Linked DNA regions of Sus scrofa: all the other regions are linked to region 1. The links are chromatin contacts, called in public HiChIP or PLAC-seq maps. All regions are on one chromosome and are shown on one strand. Each heading gives the region's core, a stretch centred on a gene start, on an enhancer-like site or on the middle of the called end of the contact. The rest is flanking DNA. Distances are from core to core; before and after follow the strand shown. Region 1 has its middle 28 kb from the start of IRF2BP2. Region 2 overlaps LOC102158284 (a long non-coding RNA gene). Region 3 has its middle 110 kb from the start of TOMM20.

The links. HiChIP or PLAC-seq counts read pairs in DNA pulled down with a chosen protein or histone mark.
Region 2: an H3K27ac HiChIP or PLAC-seq map of alveolar macrophages shows a contact between it and region 1. The contact joins two enhancer-like sites. A contact is called at or near these places in 1 of 47 Hi-C or Micro-C datasets (skeletal muscle) and 2 of 2 datasets of contacts at active chromatin or transcription factors (alveolar macrophages and skeletal muscle).
Region 3: an H3K27ac HiChIP or PLAC-seq map of alveolar macrophages shows a contact between it and region 1. The contact joins two enhancer-like sites. A contact is called at or near these places in 2 of 2 datasets of contacts at active chromatin or transcription factors (alveolar macrophages and skeletal muscle).

The regions. Positions count from the first base shown.
Region 1 is chr14:56,572,312-56,575,509 of Sscrofa11.1, reverse strand. No RefSeq gene overlaps it. Among named protein-coding and RNA genes, the nearest start is that of IRF2BP2, 28 kb to the right of the region's middle. Within about 2 kb of position 1,594, at least 5 of the 83 cell types and tissues checked have an H3K27ac peak or open chromatin away from gene starts, as enhancers often do. A contact at or near this core is called in alveolar macrophages, where this site is marked.
Region 2 is chr14:56,257,907-56,260,806 of Sscrofa11.1, reverse strand. All of the region lies in intron 1 of LOC102158284 (a long non-coding RNA gene), which reads right to left. Among named protein-coding and RNA genes, the nearest start is that of TOMM20, 150 kb to the right of the region's middle. Within about 2 kb of position 1,391, at least 13 of the 83 cell types and tissues checked have an H3K27ac peak or open chromatin away from gene starts, as enhancers often do. A contact at or near this core is called in alveolar macrophages, where this site is marked.
Region 3 is chr14:56,224,596-56,227,787 of Sscrofa11.1, reverse strand. No RefSeq gene overlaps it. Among named protein-coding and RNA genes, the nearest start is that of TOMM20, 110 kb to the right of the region's middle. Within about 2 kb of position 1,482, at least 5 of the 83 cell types and tissues checked have an H3K27ac peak or open chromatin away from gene starts, as enhancers often do. A contact at or near this core is called in alveolar macrophages, where this site is marked.

The DNA.
Region 1 (3,198 bases), core at 345-2,844:
ATCTGGGAACAGCCAGGAGGGAACTCGCAGGAGAGGCTGGGATTTAAAAAGACTCATTAGCCTTTGTTCACATCTGCCTCACCTGAGCTGTCGTGGTGTTTACTACCAAGGTCTTACCCAATGTTGTCAAGAAGAGGAAAAACCTACCCAAAGGAAAACTCCTATTCTCCCCTCTGTCTCTCCCCTCCCTTCCTCCCTTCCAGCAAAAACCCACCGAGTGCCAGCAACCTTGCCACATGCTGAATCACATCAGACATGGCTTGAGCCCTCTACCTTCCCAGTGAAAGGGTTGTCCCCTGGATTGCTCAGAGCTTGTGGGAAATGCAGGTTCTCAGGCCATGGAGGTGACTGACAGACTCAGAATGTGGATTTCAGCAGGTTCCCCAGGCAAGTCATAGGCACTGAAGATTGAGAAGCACTGGCCTCCAGGACTCTAGGAGGGTAAGCCCAATTTTTTTTACAAGTGTCGTTACCATAAGATTAAGGGGTATAGCCACTGTGGAGAACAGTATGGAGGTTCTTTATAAAACTAAAAATAGAACTACCAGAGTTCCCATCCTGTCGCAGTGGAAATGAATCCAACTAGGAACCATGAGGTTGCAGGTTTGATCCCTGGCTTCGCTCAGTGAGTTAAGGATCATCATTGCCGTGATCTGTGGTGTAGGTTGCAGACATGGCTTGGATCTGGCGTTGTTGTGGCTGTGGGTCAGCAGCTATAGCTCTTATTCAATCCCTAGCCTGGGAATCTCCATATGCCATGGGAGTGGCCCTAAAAAGCAAAAAAAAAAAAAAAAAAGGAACTACCAAATGATCCAGCAATCCCACTTCTGAGCATATATCCAGAGAAAAATCATAATTCAAAAAGATACATGCACCCCAATGTTCATTGCAGCACTATTTATAATAGCTTAGACAAGGAAGCAACCTAAATGTCCACTGACAGATGAATGGACAAAGAAGATGTGGTGCACAATGGAATATTACTCAGCCATTAAAAAGAATGAAATAATGCCATTTGCAGTAATATGGATAGACCTAGAGATTATAATACTAAGTGAAGTGAGACAATGACAAATACCATATGACATCACTTATATGTGGAATCTAAATTTTAAAAAATATGTATACAAATGAACTTATAAAACATAAAGAGACTCAGAGACACAAGAAACAAACTTAGAGTCACCAAAGGGGAATGGGGGGAGGGACCGATAAATTAGGAGTTTGGGATTAACATATACACACTACTATATATAAAATAGAACAAGGATCTGTTGTATAGCACCAGGAACTTTACTCAATATTTTGTAATAACCTATAAGGGAAAAGAATCTGAAAAAGTACAGATATATGTATGTATAACCAAATCACTGTGCTGTATGCCTGAAGCTAAGACAGCACTGGAAATCAACTATAGTTCAATAAAAAAATAAAAGGATTGAGAGTTAGGCGGTCACTATTTAGCTTTCAGGAACTACTGCAGCTTAATATCCCCTGGAAGTCTATGTGACTGGCAGGAGCCTGGGTCATGAGACAGTGATGCCTGTGGGAGTGGAAAGTCCCTCCTGAGAGGCTTTGTAGAGGGGACGGAAAGGGAAGGAGAGGGGACAGAAGAGGAAGTGGAGGTGAGCTTCTGCGGAGGAGCAGTCAGGAGATTAGGAGCATGGGAACATTCCCATCACGTGGACATCCTGGGCCCAACCCAGCGAGTTTGAGTTTCGAAAGGCTGCCTTCCCAGTGGGGGAGATTCCCCTCAGGCTCAGAAAACCAAACCTCTTCCTGTGCTTTCCCTCCTAAATCTGCAGTTGGCTCCCTCAGCCGCTGAACAGAGGAAGGCCTCCCAGGGGCCGGAAGTCCAGGGACCTCCACCTCCCTCTTCTAATGAAACTGAAAGAAGGATTCTTAGGGATTGCAGGGAGATGGTGGGTTTTGTTGTTTTTTGAGAGGGAGGTTTTCTTTTTGCTCAGGTCAGCCAGCGTTCCCTAAGTAAAGTAAATCTGCGACGATGCACATACTTCAGGATATTAAGCTTCGACCAACTCTTGGCATTCGAAGTTATGAGATTGGAGAGGCAGAGCTGAAGATCTATGTCTTCCTTTTGTAGGAAATGACACATAATCATAGATATTTTATAGGTTACCACCATACCTCGGTATCTGTGGGAGACTGGTTCCTGGATCCGTGGTCGATTCCAAAGTCCACGAGGTACTCAAGTCTCATAGTTGGCCCTCCGAATTTGCAGGTTCCACATCCACGTATTCAACCAGTTAAGGTTCATGATCCACAGTTGGTTGAATCCACAGATGAGGAACCCTGTGTCTAACATGCTTTATATTTTTTTGGCAGGTGCAGATAAGAGTTCAAGTACAAACAATGAGTTTCTCTTTCCTATCGTCTAGGAAGAAACAATTTATAAGGTATCAAGCTCTTATATCTCAGACCGAAGATACCTGCTCTCCACGCTATACACAGACCCTTAAGAATCAGTCAAAAGAGCCAGGTCCAAAACAAAATTCCTAAGGAAACTGAACAACCAAGCATGGGGCGGGGGGAATATCTGGGGCAGAGAGATAAAATCTCCTGAAAATTGTGTTGACAAAGAATTGTGGTATACATAGCCCCACTAACGAAGCACAAAACCACACTGCTCTCTGAAGGACTATGGCTTAGTCAACCTACGTTACACATGTGAACCAAAGTGACAGTAAGTTGAAGCCCTTCAAAACCCATACTCTGTTTTAAGAAAGAAGCAAAGCATATTACTTGCTGAAAATTGTGGATTAAATTCACGTTAATTCATCTTGAGCCGCACCACATCCTTTCTAGGATGTACTTAAAACTCTGATTGTTCTGCACCAATGACTGTAGATTCATTGAAAGTTCTGGGAGGCTGACCAAAAAAGCCCAATCTATTAAACAGAGATGAGAATAATCCTTTTCAGGAGAATGAGCAGCACACAGGTCTTCAGGTCTGTACCTAAGCATACTGTGCCTATTTTGATGAAGAATTAAGTTCTCGATAGAAAAATCACTTTTACTTAAACTAACACATTTTGGATGGCTTCTGTATCAGTCTGCCCAGGCAGCTATAACAAAATACCACAGAATGGGGCAGAGATTTCTTTCTTAGCGTTCTGGAGGCTGGAAGTAACAGATCAAGGTGCCAGCAGATTTGGTTCCTGGCTTGCAGATGGTCAC
Region 2 (2,900 bases), core at 142-2,641, 310 kb after region 1:
CCTGGGAGCCAGGGTTCCAGGGATCCAACAGAGACCATGTGCCTCCAGGGCCACCTTCCAAACAAACTGCTCTCTAAAAATCACACGCCCAGCCATCCACAGAAAACCAGCCAGTCTGGAAACAGCTCCTGTGCCCTTCAAGGCCCCTCCAAAGTGACGCCTTTCTGTTTTGCTGCATGGCACTAAGTTTGACCCACTGAGCTTAAGGGGAGCGCTGTGTATGCACCCCAGAACGACCTTGCACACCACGCAAAGCCCTGGGAAGGGATTCCTCTTAGCCTTTGGGAGGCAGATCCTGTGCAAACCACCCCCAGACCCACTGTTTCCTCCAGGAGGTTCCTGTCCCTTTCTGAGTCTCAATTTCCTCATCTGTTAAATGGGCACAATTCCATGCATCTCACCGGCTTCTCATGGTGTGAATGAACGCACCCTGCTGGGTGTCAGCAAGGATCTTTAGAGCTCTTTGCATCAGATGGCTGCACAGCCTGGGCAGGAGGAGGCCCGTGTTCAGGTGGGGATGGGGGGGGGCGGTGTAAAGATGCAGGAATGTTGTCCTTCTTTGCCACTCCCTCACCCTCCAAGGCTGTCTGCTTTGCCAGGAAGTCCATTACCATAGTCCATAGAAAAAACCACTCCTCCCCACCCCAAGCCCAGCGTGGCCCGTCGGTGGATGCCACTCCCAGGCCCTGCCTTGTAGACCAGTCAGAGAGAGAGAGAACCAGAGGGGCCCTTGTCCGGGCTGTGGACACCTCTGTCCCCCTCTCTTGTCACTCTTTTGACGCCCCAAGGACCCCCGAGCACCTAGCTCCTCCCTTTCAGAGGAAAGAAATGTCTCCGTTCCTTTAAGTCCGGGGCCCACCATCTGCTTTCTAGCCTGCTACCCAGCTCACGCCGAGAGCCGAAAGAAAGGCGTACCACTGTGTAGGAGGACTGGGGCCCAGCAGCTAACAATTGTGCAAGCAGTAAACCCCAGAAATAGGGCACCCCTCAAGACATACCTGAGGCCCGCCCACCTTTGCACCCTCACCTCCTGGGGGAACCCCCTTCTCTCCTTTTCTCTTGAGGCTCTTATCCCAAAAGGTGACCTGCACCCTCTTGAGTCTCTACTACAGGAGCCACCGGGAGAGGCCTGTTGGAACTCCAGAGAAGTTACACTTGGGCCCTTTGTGCAAAGAAATAACTCATCCCCAAAGACCATCGGAGACATCTGAGAAGGGTCCTTGGTGCCTTTCTCTTCTTGAGTTTTTTTTTTTTTTTTTTTTTTCTTTCCTTTCTGCAGATGGCTGCATTTAATGAGGAAGTGCTGTCAGCAAAAAGGAGAGGAAACCTTCACCCCTGGCCACTCCCAGGATCTGGGTCCCTAGCAGCAGTGAGGCAAGAATGTCCTTTTGCTCTAGAGGGCGGCTCTATCCGTGCATGTAGAAGCCAGCAGGAAAAGCAGAGAGGAGTGGGAGTTCCTGTTGTGGCTCGCCTGTAACAAACCTGACTGGTAACTATGAAGACACAAGTTCGATCCTGGCCTCGCTCAGTGGATTAGGAATCTGGTGTTGCCATGAGCTGTTGCACAGGTTGCAGACATAGCTCTGATCTGGCATTGCTGTGCCTGTGGTGTAGGCTGGCAGCTGTAGCTCCCATTCAACCCCTAGCCTGGGAACCTCCATACATCATGGATGCGGCCCTTAAAAAAAAAAAAAAAAAAAAAAAAATTTAAAGCGCAGAGGATGAAATCATGTTTTTTAATCTCATACAGGTAGGTGCCTTCCTGCAGAAACTTTGGGCAAGAGAAAAGAAACGTTTCAGTCCACACAATAAAGCAACTTAACACCTAACCATGACTTCTTAGAGGCTAAGTGTCTATACCACCTTCCATTCTCCCAACCGGCCCTTTTTGAATCCTGGAATGATCTTCCAACAGAGATTATTGTCCCCGCAATTTTTCCAGATGAGGAGATGGAGGCCAAAGAAAGAAAGGGATTTCCCCTGGTGGCAGAGTAAATAGCAGAGCGGAGACTTAAACCTATCTGAAGTCAAGGTCAGTCTGAATTGGTCACACAGCCCCTCCAAGGTTTGCACAGTGCCCTGGGCTACCCCAGGCAGCACGTCTTTCAGCTAAGGATAGCAAGATCCCTCATCAGGAGAGAATTATCACCTTCTTGAAAACTTGGAAACCGACACTTCCAAAAGCAAATATATTTCTAAACTTTGGGTTAATGATAAAGCTGGGGAAACGCAAAAGGCTCACTGTTCCCTCTCTCCCTTTATCAATATGTGACTTAGATTTGGGTGCCAAGTCAAATTTCTCCCGCACTAGATCCTTCATGGTAACTTATTAAAGAGTAAATCAAAGTTTGCTTTAACAGAAAAGTAAATACACCCAACTTTCCATCCCACGCCGGACCCTGAGTCCATTTCCTGGTTCCACTGCTGACTCAGGCTGTAATCGGAGATAAGCGCCCGCACAGCTGTCCGGGGTGTGAGTCCCCCGCATCCACACGCCCCTCCTCCCTTGGGATGCTGGAGATGGAACTGCCATCCCCAGGGGAGGCTGCGGGCTTAGCAGGGAAAGGGAGACCAAAGGCGATGCAAAGAAGCTCCGCGCACAAGTAACGGCCACTGGTGTCTCGAGCCTCCCAGGGTGAGGAAAGGGGCCGCTCGCTCCTTTGTCACATGGCCAATAAAATCCTGCCGTTCTTTGACTCTGAACTCACCCATAATTATTGGGAGTGAGGTGGGAAGGGCTGCACTTTGGGACTCAGATGGCAGGAGGATAAGAAGAAAGTTGACAAAGAGTCAACTCTAATCACACCGTGAGCGTGTTCAAGGAAACAAATAAAAATAGCCAGAAGTGGGTCAGCAACTGACACCAAGGTTAGAGACAGGAAATTGGGGCAGAGTCTTGG
Region 3 (3,192 bases), core at 233-2,732, 350 kb after region 1:
CCCGACCTGGGAGAAAAAGAGGCAAGAGAGGAGTTCCCGTTGTAGCTCATCTGCTTAAGAACCCGACTAGTATCCATAAGGATGCAGGTTCCATCCCTGGCCTCGCTCAGTGAGTTAAGGATTAAGGACCCAGCATTGCCTTAGCTGTGGCATAGACCAGCAGCTGCAGCTCCAATTCAACCCCTAGCCTGGGACTTTCCATATTCCTCGAGTGCAGCCCTAAAAAGAAAAAAGAAAAAAAATTAAAGAGGCAAGAGAGACTTCTTCCCACAAAGGGCACCAATGGAGTTGGCTTGGCGCAAAGTGCCAGGTCTCTATGGTGTCCAAACATGAATGGCTTATTTTTAGAAAAGTCCTCGTGGGTCCCCCACCCCCGCCTGTCCTGGTCCCACTCCAGGGTGAGCAGTGCCATTCCCTCTGATTCAACTCCCCAAACTGACCAGTTCAGAGAATCAAGGGAGCCCCCCCCCCAACCCCTCCTGGTGGGAGCTGCAGGTGGTCCTTGGGGAAAAGGTCTCAGGTCCAAATCCTCACATGCCTGTGTGCAGTCTGCTTCTAGAAAGAGCACAACCATCCCCTTAACAGTCTGCGTTTTGGAAGATGGAAGAACCCTAAGCACTGAATCTCCTGGATCCCCACATTCCCAGCAAATACGTGAGTGACCATCAGCCCTCCTCTGTGGGTCCTCAGCCCTTCCACCCCCCAACCCCCGCCCCCCGGGCTCCATCAGATGCAAGTCCAGAACTCGAGGGCTGCGCACACCACTTCCTCCTCACCTGGGGTCTGTTTCACAGGCATTTCTCCATCTCTTTCAACAGCCCCCACACTACATCTAGTGAACTAAAGAAAGGAAGGGAGACATTAACAGGAGAACCCATGCTTTGCTGTCATTCCTTACGTAGGTTTCAGTATCATCAATGTCAAGGAAAATAGTCCCAGCACAGAGTTCTTACCAGGGAGGATCATGGGCCTGGAAAGTTTGGGGGTCAGGGGAGGTGGAGAATAAATTATTTCCCTTGCCAGGCAGGGAAATGTTGATTTCATCCCATTCTTATTAAAGGAAAGTATTTAATAAGAAAATGTCCGAGGCAGTGTTTGCAACATTCCAGAGTAGCAAGGACACAGCTGTCCCTCCCCTGTTGTCCCTGCACGATCCGAGTTGCGGACATTAGTCGTCTCAAAGCAGAGAGAGCACAGGGCCTGTATGTCTGCAAACCCATGGGAAGAAGAGGACTCAGTTCTCCTGGGCTGGTGCCTGGGTTTCTCCTTTGCTGCCGTCTCCTTCATTCTGCCTCCTCCATCCTGAGCCAATGAGCAGCCCTGGCCCCGCCTCTCTGGGTGAGGTCAAGAGCGTGCACTGCCCCTTATTTTGTTAGCAAGCATCAGGCATCAACCTTTATTCGCTCCCTATAAAGCCACAGCCTTTAACTGTAGTCTTGGCCACACCCAGGGCTGTCCACCAGAGTGCGCTGTTGTGGAGAAGGAGCCCTCCAGCAGGCAGCAGCCGCGAGTCACGTGTTCTTTGTGGGCCCGCCCACCCAGGAGGGGTCTGTGTCATGTGTTTCTCGTGGCCCCGCCAACCCAGGAAGAGTGGTCTTTAAGAGCGTGTTGGATTCTGTGGGACTCGGAAGAGGTGCCTGAACTTCCCTGTGCTTTTGAAGTCAAGGGACTCCTCCCAGTGATTAGGAGCAGTGGAACCGTCCGGATCCTGCCCTTGGTCCATGCCTTTGGCCTTTGGTCATGTAGTGGCGGCCCTTTGGGCTCTGCCATTTGTGTTTCAGATCATCAGTTCTGCTATGTGAATGGGCAGGACTCTCCATCGCCTTGGCAAGACAAGGTGCTCCTCGTCCAGGAAGTGTTAGGAGTCCTAGGAGCCAGCTCCTCCCATGGGATGTGGGCTCCCGATGGAGGACAGAGTCTCTTCAGGGCCCTCCTGGGCTACTGAAATGGTCCAAGAAAACCCTTCAAGTTGACTTCCCTTCTCTAATATTCAATTTTCTTGTCCATCCAGTGGAAGAGTTGGAGTTGATACTTGATCCATTTCAGCTCTAACTTACTAAAGTCTGTGATGGCTCTGGACCTTCATGTTTCAGGACCAGGCCTGGTCCTTCTCAGCTCTCACACTGAAGCCTCAGAACCAGCCTCACTTGGAGGGTGGTCTTCAGCTCCCAGCCAAAAGCCTCGCTTGAACCTCCTCACACTTCAAAGACAAGGATGGTACCCGCATGCCACTCAGCCCTTGGAAGGGAGAAACAGTTTGGCAAAGGCCACAGAATGGACCTCGTCTCCTTACACCGAGCCCAGGGCTCCATTCAGCAGCCACCTTTCCACCCCCACCCCCATCTCCTCCCCTCACCCCGATATGCATCTACATGGCTGCAAACAAGAGCAGCCAAGTGTAGGACCTCCACCCACTGCCATCAGCAGACACTCAAGTGGACAGGCTGGACTGGAGAACAAGAACAAGAAAGGTAAGAAGCCATCTTTTTTTCTTTTTCTTTTCATTTTTTCTTCTTTTTTTTTTTTTGTGGTTGTTGTTGTCTTTTGTCTTTTTAGGGCCACATCTGAGGCATATGGAGGTTCCCAGGCCAGGGGTCAAATCAGAGGTATAGCTGTTGGCCTACACCACAGCTCATGGCAACGCGGGATCCTTAACTCACTGATCGAGGCCAGGGATCAAACCTGCGTCCTCATAGATGCTAGTCAGATTGTTTCCGCTGAGCCATGATGGGAACTCCCTTTTTTTTAAATTGAAGTATAGTTGATTTACAATGCTGTATGAGTTTCAGGCGTATAGCAGAGTGATTCAGTTATAAGGAAGGCCTGTATCTCCTCCATTTTGGTGAACAGGGGTTCAGACAGGTTGCATTCATACCCAACACCTGACAATCCCAATGACCCTAAGTTCTCTCCATTCTTATCCTCCTTTTCAGGCATCCAGTGGCCACAGGGCTCTGTTCTGAGGATGCTTCCAGGCTGTCCATTTGGGTCAGACATGCAGAGTTTAAAATTCACAAAGCAGCCTGAGGTCAGCCCCATCCCCACCTGAAAAGGCCAAAGGAACAGTCATGGTATAAATCATTGTTTGGGTTTCAACTGGGCATCTCCTCTAGCCCCCTGTGCCGTGTTAGCTCGGGCCAGAATCAGGGAGAAAGGAGCCAGAAGCTGAGTGTCTATTGAAGGTGCCAGGAG